Regions from separate parts of the Mus musculus genome. Here region 2 is linked to region 1. The links are chromatin contacts, called in public promoter capture Hi-C maps. All regions are on one chromosome and are shown on one strand. The core of a region is the stretch at or near the end of the contact, and the rest is flanking DNA. Distances in the headings are between cores, read along the strand shown. Region 1 overlaps Spns2 (spinster homolog 2). Region 2 holds the start of Ankfy1 (ankyrin repeat and FYVE domain containing 1).

Region 1 (3,879 bases), core at 392-2,891:
GTGGGTACAGAAAAGTAGGGCTCAAGTTTTCTGATGGAATGGAGGAGCTTGGGAGCACGGCAGGCCTGACTGGCAGGTGGAAACACGTGCACTGCTGTTCTGGGAGCCTACCTAGCTGCAGTGATCCTACCCACTGCAGGAGCAAAAAGCCAGAGTGGGAGAGCCAGACGGCCCTGCTGAAAATGGTGCCATGTGGCCAAGGTCCAGGTGCCTGCCTCAGGTTCCTTCAGTCACTCAGTGAGGGCTTTTGAAAGCACTCCCTTCACAGGGGTGGGATGGGACATGCTAGGCCTCAGAATGTAAGCCCAGTCCTGGTCTCTAGGGACGTGTGTCCCCCTGTGGCCTTCTCACGCTGCAGCCTGACCCATCTCCTGCTGTTCCCAGTATAGCATGAATATTCTCTGACGTCAGGGGCGTCTGTGGGGACCATCCTCTTCCCAGTCTAGCATCAAGTGATATGATTTAAAGCGAGGGCTTCAGAGTCAGCTAAACTACAGTTTAATTTTGACTCAGACATACAGTTGCCCTGTGACATCACTTCTTTCAGCTGGGTCATCTTCTCTGTAAGATGAAGTTAGAGAGAGAATCGACAGAAATGATGAATGCATGTGCCAAGTGTGTGTCCAGGGCCTGGTCTGTCATAACTGATCCATCAGTGACAACTGCAGGCGTTATTAACAATAAGCATCGTGCTTCATTAACCATCGTACAATATGATTAGAAGACTTGAAATTTATATAATGTGTGTGTGAATGTGACAGTGTGCGCGTGCCTGTGACAGTGTGTGCGTGCCTCTGTGTGTGTGTGTGTGTGTGTGTCAGTGTGTGTGAGAGTATGTGTGTGTGCTTGTGTGTGTGTGTGTGAGAGAGAGAGTGTGTGTGCGTGTGTGTGTGAGAGTATGTGTGACTGTGTGTAAGAGATAGTGTGTGTGTGTGAGAGAATGTGTGTGAGAGAGTATGTGTGTGTGTGAGAGTATGTGTGTGTGAGTGTGTGAGAGAGTATGTGTGTGTGCATGTGTGTGTGAGTATGTATGTGAGAGAGTATGTGTGTGTGAGAGAGTATGTGTGTGTTCGTGTGTTGTGTGAGAGAGTATGTGTGCATGTGTGCATGTGTGTGACTGTGTATGAGAGATAATGTGTGTGTGTGAGAGTGTGTGTGCGTGTGTGTGAGAGTATGTGTGCATGTGTGCGTGTGTGTGACTGTGTGTGAGAGATAGTGTGAGGGGGAGCGAGAGAGTGGTGTGTGTGTGTGTGTGTGTGTGTGTGTGTGTGTGCATGTGTTGTCATCATGGTGAACTCCTAGGCACGTTTCATTACCCACTTTGACATTAGCAGGATTTGGTGACCCTTACTGATTCACAGGCTTTAAGTACATCAAGCTGTGCAATTCATGGTAGGACCTGCACTTTGGCTAGACAAGAGGCACTGCCTACTCAGATTGTCTCTGCCCACTCCCCACCCAGTTCAGACTGGCATACAGAAGGCAGTTGTTCCTCTTCCCCTCTAAACATGTGTAAGCCCTTTGAGACTAAGCTTTTCCTCGTCCACATCCTGATCTGATCTTGGGCAGGTCTTAGGAGGCAGAGCTGACAAGAAAGCATTCTTTCTGTAGATGTAAGGAAATAATACTGGCCCTGGCTAATGTAAACACGAGCCTTGTTGACCCAGCCTGCGCCTCGGAGGGCAGGGCATGAAGCACCTTCCCCCACACTGTCTCATCCAATACTCAAGCCACCAGAGCAGCAGCTATTTTTATCTTCATTTTACAGATGAGGAAGTTGGCGTGGGGAGCTGGCTTAGAGTGGCTCATGAGAGTCGATTGTTAAATTTTTAGGAATTGTGTGAGCCGATTGTTAGACACAGCCATTGTTAGAACTAAATCATAATAAACTTACAACTGAGTGATCTGTACTGAAAGAAGCTGATAAATTCTCAGAAGTCATCGCTTCCTAATTACTTTCTTACATCAAGACATTATCAGTGTGCTTAAGGTAAACTCCTTTTATCTGAATGGTGGAAACGCCTATGACTGAACAAGGTACTAAGCTCTGAGCTTCACATCTCTTAGGTGACTTGGCCTCAGCCGGGTAGAGTGTTTATACTGTGGAGATGCACAACCCCCAGGCATCGTGGGGCCCCTCCTCTGTCCCTTTTTAGAGAACCTGTTTCTACACATTTACCAGCACATCAATGAGGCTGACAATGACAGAGATGTGACCTGGCAAAGGAGCCTACCTAAGAAGGTGCAGAGCTGGGGTTGAACCCTATGGCGCAAGGACTGATTCTGCCCAAAGCTTAAGTCACAGACCTGAATTACCAGGTCCCCTCTCCTGTGTTTTCAAGTCTAGCGGAGAAAAGAACCCTTCATGCTACTCTGAGCAACCCACTTTGCCCTGCTCACGCCCTTCCTCTCGTCATTGCTCCTCCCCCTAAATACTGTCTCCCCAGAGGCTGCTAAACCACATACACATGAACCTAGCGTACAGAGGTCAGTGTTGTCTGGCCATCTGCCTACTGGCAGTGGGACTGCCTTCCATGAGACAGAGGGGACTCCCTGTCTGTGTAGTTGGCCTCTATTCTACCTGGATCTCTGTATCTCACCTAGAACACCAACCCCTCCCATCATCAACAGTGGCATTCTCTCCCAAGTCCCTGAACATTACTGTGCTCTTGTCCCAGCAGAGCCAAACCAGGTCATTAGTTCTTTGTTCAGCATCTCCTGCCTTCCCCGTGAGGATCCCACTCCATCTGGCCTCTTAGCCTTGTCTTCCACCCTTCCCCCTCCGTCACTTTGCTTCAGACACTCTGGCCTCTTTCACGCCCCGCAAACACACCAAGTGCACTCTAGCTCTCCTTTCCCCGGTACTTCTATGACTGTTTCCTTGTCTCCTGCAGGTCTTTGCTGAGTTGAAATGTCACCGTCTCTTCTATTTAATACTGTATGATCTGTCTTCTCTCTCATACATGTATTCTCAATAAAATTTTATGATAATGTCTATCATACTCTAAGGCAACACTGGACTCTGGCTGTACAGAGCAGCAGAGATGTTTGGCAGAGATGTTCGAACAGGAATGGCCAATGCATCAACCTCACCTCGGTCACAGAAATGGCTTGGTTTTTGCCAGATTCCACCCGAGGCTGCAGGATCGTCCCTGTGCGCTCAGCTCCTGAGCTTCAGTTTCTCCTGGCTTTCTGTTTCTGCGGAAAGCCTCATCTTCCTCATGCATCTATCAGCAGCTGCTTCTTGCCACTCCTTCCTCCAGGCTGTGGTCCTTCATACACGTATCTCTTCACATACATTTCATATATCTATACATCTCCTGTACCTGCTTAATATTCCTCATACAGCGTGTTAATTATTACTACTATTTTGTTATTTATGTGCCTTTCTTCCTTAGATCATTAAGTTCCGGGAAGGCAGGAATCTCCTGTTTATCTACCCATGAATCCCAAGCACCTAACGTATGTTAGTATGTTGCAGATGCCCTGTTTTAGTTACTTTTCTGTTGCTGGGAAGAAACACCATGGCCAGGGCAATTCCTAAGTGTGTGATGGTTTCAATGAGGATGGTCTCCACAGGCTCATAGATTTGAATGCTTGGTTCCTAGTTGGCAGAAGGAAAGGACTCAGGGGTGTGGCTTTGTTAGAGAAGGCGTTTCATGGGGATTGGCCTTGAGGTTTCAAAAGCCCACTCCATCCCAGTTAGCTTGCTGTCTGCCTCCAGCTTTCGGGTAAGATGAAAGCTCTCAGCTACTGCTCCAGCAACATGCTTGCCTGCCTGCCGCCACCCTCCCCACCAGGATGATCATGAACCTCACCCTCTAAACTGTAAGGAAATCCCCAATCAAATGCTTTCTTTTATAATTTCCCTTTGTCATA
Region 2 (3,879 bases), core at 842-3,341, 220 kb before region 1:
TTACCAGGAACGTTTCCAGAGTATGCTGACAAATAATCTTCAAATTTAATTCCACAAAAATTTGCTATTTTTGTTTATGACTATCTCTGAACAGCAGCTGGCTCTGACAAGCAGCAGCAGAACCAAACCAAACAAAAACACATGCCAACATAAGAAACAAAATATCTTTAGTAATTTTGTTTTTCTTGCCATTCCTCAAATTTTCCTAGTTGAGTTCTGCAACATCATTTTCAACAGTCTTCACTGGGACTTAGGAATCTGGAGTGTAGCTAGGGTAGACTGAGGTCAGAGACTATCATCTCCCGATCACCTCATCCCTCCATCCGATTAATCCTGGAAAAATGTTTGGTTTGTCCTTAAGGTGTATTGTCCTCTGGCTAGATAGATGTTTCTAATCACCTCAAGGCAACCAAAAGTAAACACGCAGTGTACTAACCTTGGCCTGTATGAATTCCCCACAACTGGAACCTGAGCACAAACACAATTAAGTTCTCAATACAACTACGGACTGAGAAACTCCCTCCTCCACGACCTGAAACTTGGTCATGCATTTCCCCAACACGCAGATTCCTTCTTAAAGGCTCTACACTGCTCACGATCTCACATCGTGCCTTCCTGAACCTTCCTCCCAAACCTCGCTGCTGAGCAACAGGTACACAACATTCCGTGGTGTGCAAAATCATCTAGTTCATTTTTTGAACAGGGTTTCATGCACTCCAGGTAGGCTGTGAATGACCCTAAATTCCAGATCCTTCCAAGTGCTGAATGAAGGAACTACAAGCAGGCAGGCATACATCACCACACCCAGCACTTTCAGTCACTTCGCTTTCTCCTCCTCTGTTGGACAATGTTCACCACCTCCAAGGTGTTTAACAGATAGAAAAAGTAAAAATGAAAACAGAATCCAGTCCCAGCCATGAATCTGGCCTCAGTTCACTTAACTATAAAGGGCAAATAACACACCTGGCAGGCCTACTTCGTGTCACTCTTAAACCTAATTCAAATCTGAGAAGACTACACAAACTGTCACACTACCCAAATCTCAGATCAAGAAATGATGAGTTTAATCAACACTTACCAAAAAATACAAACAAAAGACAAAAACAAAATAGGCCAGGTCTAGATCAAGTAAATCTTCAGCCACTCAACAAAGTCCAACAAGAAGTATTTTTCTCCAACAATGGGGTACACAGGAGAAGCACACCGGCCAGGTCTAATATTGTCTGATCACTACTAGGTAACTCACTATCTCAGGGCTTTCACCCCAACTCATACAGTAAAGCTATGGCAAGCAAAGATCCTAACATTATTCCTTAAGGGAGGCTGCACCTGAGAAACCGGATGCCTTTACCTGCAATGTCGTAAAGTACTAAAAAAGAGACGAAGGACTAAAGCAGGAGGTAAAGGAACCGAAGCCTGGCTTTAGCACACCTCTTTCAAGCAGTGTGACCTTGGTCAACTTCCTTACTGAGGAAACATCTCCTTTTGCCCCTTTGTAAACCTCAGAGAATCTGAGCGTGCCCACATTTGCTAGGGCTGCCAAAAAGCTTAAAGACTATTACAGCGCACGCCCAAGAAGCCCGTCGTCCAGCTGCAGTCCCGGCTCTTCCAAGGAAGAGTCCCAAGCTCTTCCGCAGGCAAGAGATGCACCCTTCCGGATGCAGGACCTGCCATGACAGCAGTTTCGATTTCCTAAGGAGAGGGGCACTTCCCTCCCCGTTCCAGCATGGCTGGCACAAGAAGCTCCTCTACAGCTTTCTCGAGTCCCGCGGGTGCATTCGCTCCCAGGACCCGACCCCTTTCTCGTTCTGAGACTACCGGGATCGGGGTTGGGGGCGGGGGGTGACGAGTGAAGACAGACTGCAGGAGGGGCGTTGCCATAGGAACGGCGCTGAGAACCCCGGCCCGGGGAGCCCCGAAACGCTACATAGGAAGGCTCGCGAGACACGTGATGCACCGTACGACCACAGCCGGACAACCCTTCCAGGGGCTTCTGTGCCCGGCCAGTGGTACCCCTATTGCTTCGCGTCTTCCCGTGCCACCCCACAAAAAACCTACCTTCCGCCATGTCGGGCCCGGCCCTGCCTACAGCCTCGCGATAAATGCCGGCGCAAGGGAATCATCAAGTCTCGCGAGAATGGATGGAGGCGTGGCAAAGGGAGGAGCCAGAGCAGACAAGGGGTGAATGAAAGTGGAGCGGGAAGTTGCTCTAGGCGGGAGGTCCGAGTCCCACTTCGTTTTGGAAGGTTTGACAAGCGCGGACTGGGCTATCTCGTACTCCAGGCGATCGTCAGGGTAGAGCAAACATGGACTATTCTGAGGCAGGGACTGCGGATCTTTAAGTTACTTTGTAACCACGTGGGACGCTGTCCTAATACTTAAATGATAGCATTTCTCCAGGGCTTTGGGAATTTTTATGGCTAAAACCAGACAACTTGGGTTATCAAACAGGCAAACACACTGGTTACAAATATAGGGGTCGCAAAAACTGCAAATCTCTATACAATTTTATGTAAGCAAAATTGTGAGATCCCTGAGGTCAAAGTGGCAAAGCCAAATAACACTAGGAGCTAATAACGGTTGACAAGGCCATGGAGAAGGAATTCAGATTGTAAACCAGGAGCTTAAACCTTTTGTGAATGTGAGAATGATTAGATGATTTTTATAATAGCAAAATAGAGGGCTGACAATCCTAGATAGTATGCCTTTTTTGGCTGTGGAGTAGGTAGAGTGGGGAATTGAGACAGGGTTTCTCTACATAATCCTGGCTGTTCTGGAACTTACTATGTAGACCAGGCTGGCCTGACACTGATAAGAGACCCTAGTGCCTCTGCCTGGAGTGCTGCGATTAAAGGCAAGTGCCACCACACTTGACATAAATACTTTTTCTTGGCCCGGGTAACGAATATGTACTTAGCACACCTGAAGCCTCCAGGTCAACAAAGGAGAATAGAAATAATGCATCAACAGTTAAGTAGTGACTTAGAGAACAGTTAAGATTTTAGGAAGATCTGCCACAGTTAAAGAAAGCATTAGAGGGCAATGAAATGGAATAATGAAGGGATTGAGTTCAGATTATAAAAATGTAAGGGCAATGGTTAAAATTTTGAAAAGGGGACGACCCTGGCTGAAAAACACTTAGAAAATGGAAGAGAAGGACACTTAAATACATTAAGGATAATTATGTACTAAAAACTGATGTTCCGATTGTAGCAGACTACAGTAGTGAAGGAAATAACAGGGCAGTGTTAAAGTAGTGGCCCTGGATAAGCGACATGTGATTAAAGAAACAATATTTGTTAGTTTCAATAGAAGTGCCTGAGCTCAAAGCTTCACTGCCTTGCTGAGGATGGTTCATAGGTGTGTCAAATGAGTTTTTGAGATCTTCAGGTGGCTAGATAAACCAGCTTTGAGCATAAACAGACTCTTCTATCCCCTAAAAATACTCAAGCTCCTAACATTAAAACAACTTAACTGGTTGGAAAGTGCTGTCATATCTGACATCTGTTTGCAGCATGTTTTCTCTTTGCCTTGCTTTGCAAGCCCAGCAAACTTAATCTGAGCCAGGTTTTTTGTTTGTTTTTGTTTTCACTTTTTTGGACAAGTCTCATGGAGTACAGACTGGTCTAGAATTACTGGTCCTCCTGCTTTTCCAAATGCTAGGGTCAGAGGTATCCATGGATGGAGGCGTGGCAAAGGGAGGAGCCAGAGCAGACAAGGGGTGAATGAAAGTGGAGCGGGAAGTTGCTCTAGGCGGGAGATCCGAGTCCCACTTCGTTTTGGAAGGTTTGACAAGGCTCCAACTTGTTTCTAGTTGAGATACTCTTGCCCTGGATTATCCTAAAAATTTGGCCAGATCCTTTATGATGCACAGATACC

Evidence for each region. Promoter capture Hi-C pulls out the DNA fragments that hold promoters and counts their contacts.
Region 2: a contact with region 1 is called in a promoter capture Hi-C map of pre-B cells. The contact joins the promoter of Ankfy1 here to the enhancer-like site in region 1. A contact is called at or near these places in 4 of 39 promoter capture datasets (the C10 cell line, cranial neural crest, liver and 1 more), 1 of 115 datasets of contacts at active chromatin or transcription factors (extraembryonic endoderm stem cells) and 3 of 9 other capture datasets (adipose tissue, liver and pancreatic islet).

What each region holds. Positions count from the first base shown.
Region 1 is chr11:72,465,048-72,468,926 of GRCm38.p6, reverse strand. The region is part of intron 2 of Spns2 (spinster homolog 2); the gene reads left to right. Among named protein-coding and RNA genes, the nearest start is that of Gm40194, 9.6 kb to the right of the region's middle. Within about 2 kb of position 1,641, at least 162 of the 459 cell types and tissues checked have an H3K27ac peak or open chromatin away from gene starts, as enhancers often do. A contact at or near this core is called in adipose tissue, extraembryonic endoderm stem cells, liver and 2 more, where this site is marked.
Region 2 is chr11:72,688,214-72,692,092 of GRCm38.p6, reverse strand. It overlaps Ankfy1 (ankyrin repeat and FYVE domain containing 1), which reads right to left and starts at 2,091. Exons shown (of 25, transcript NM_009671.5): 1 at 2,059-2,091. The coding sequence starts at 2,068.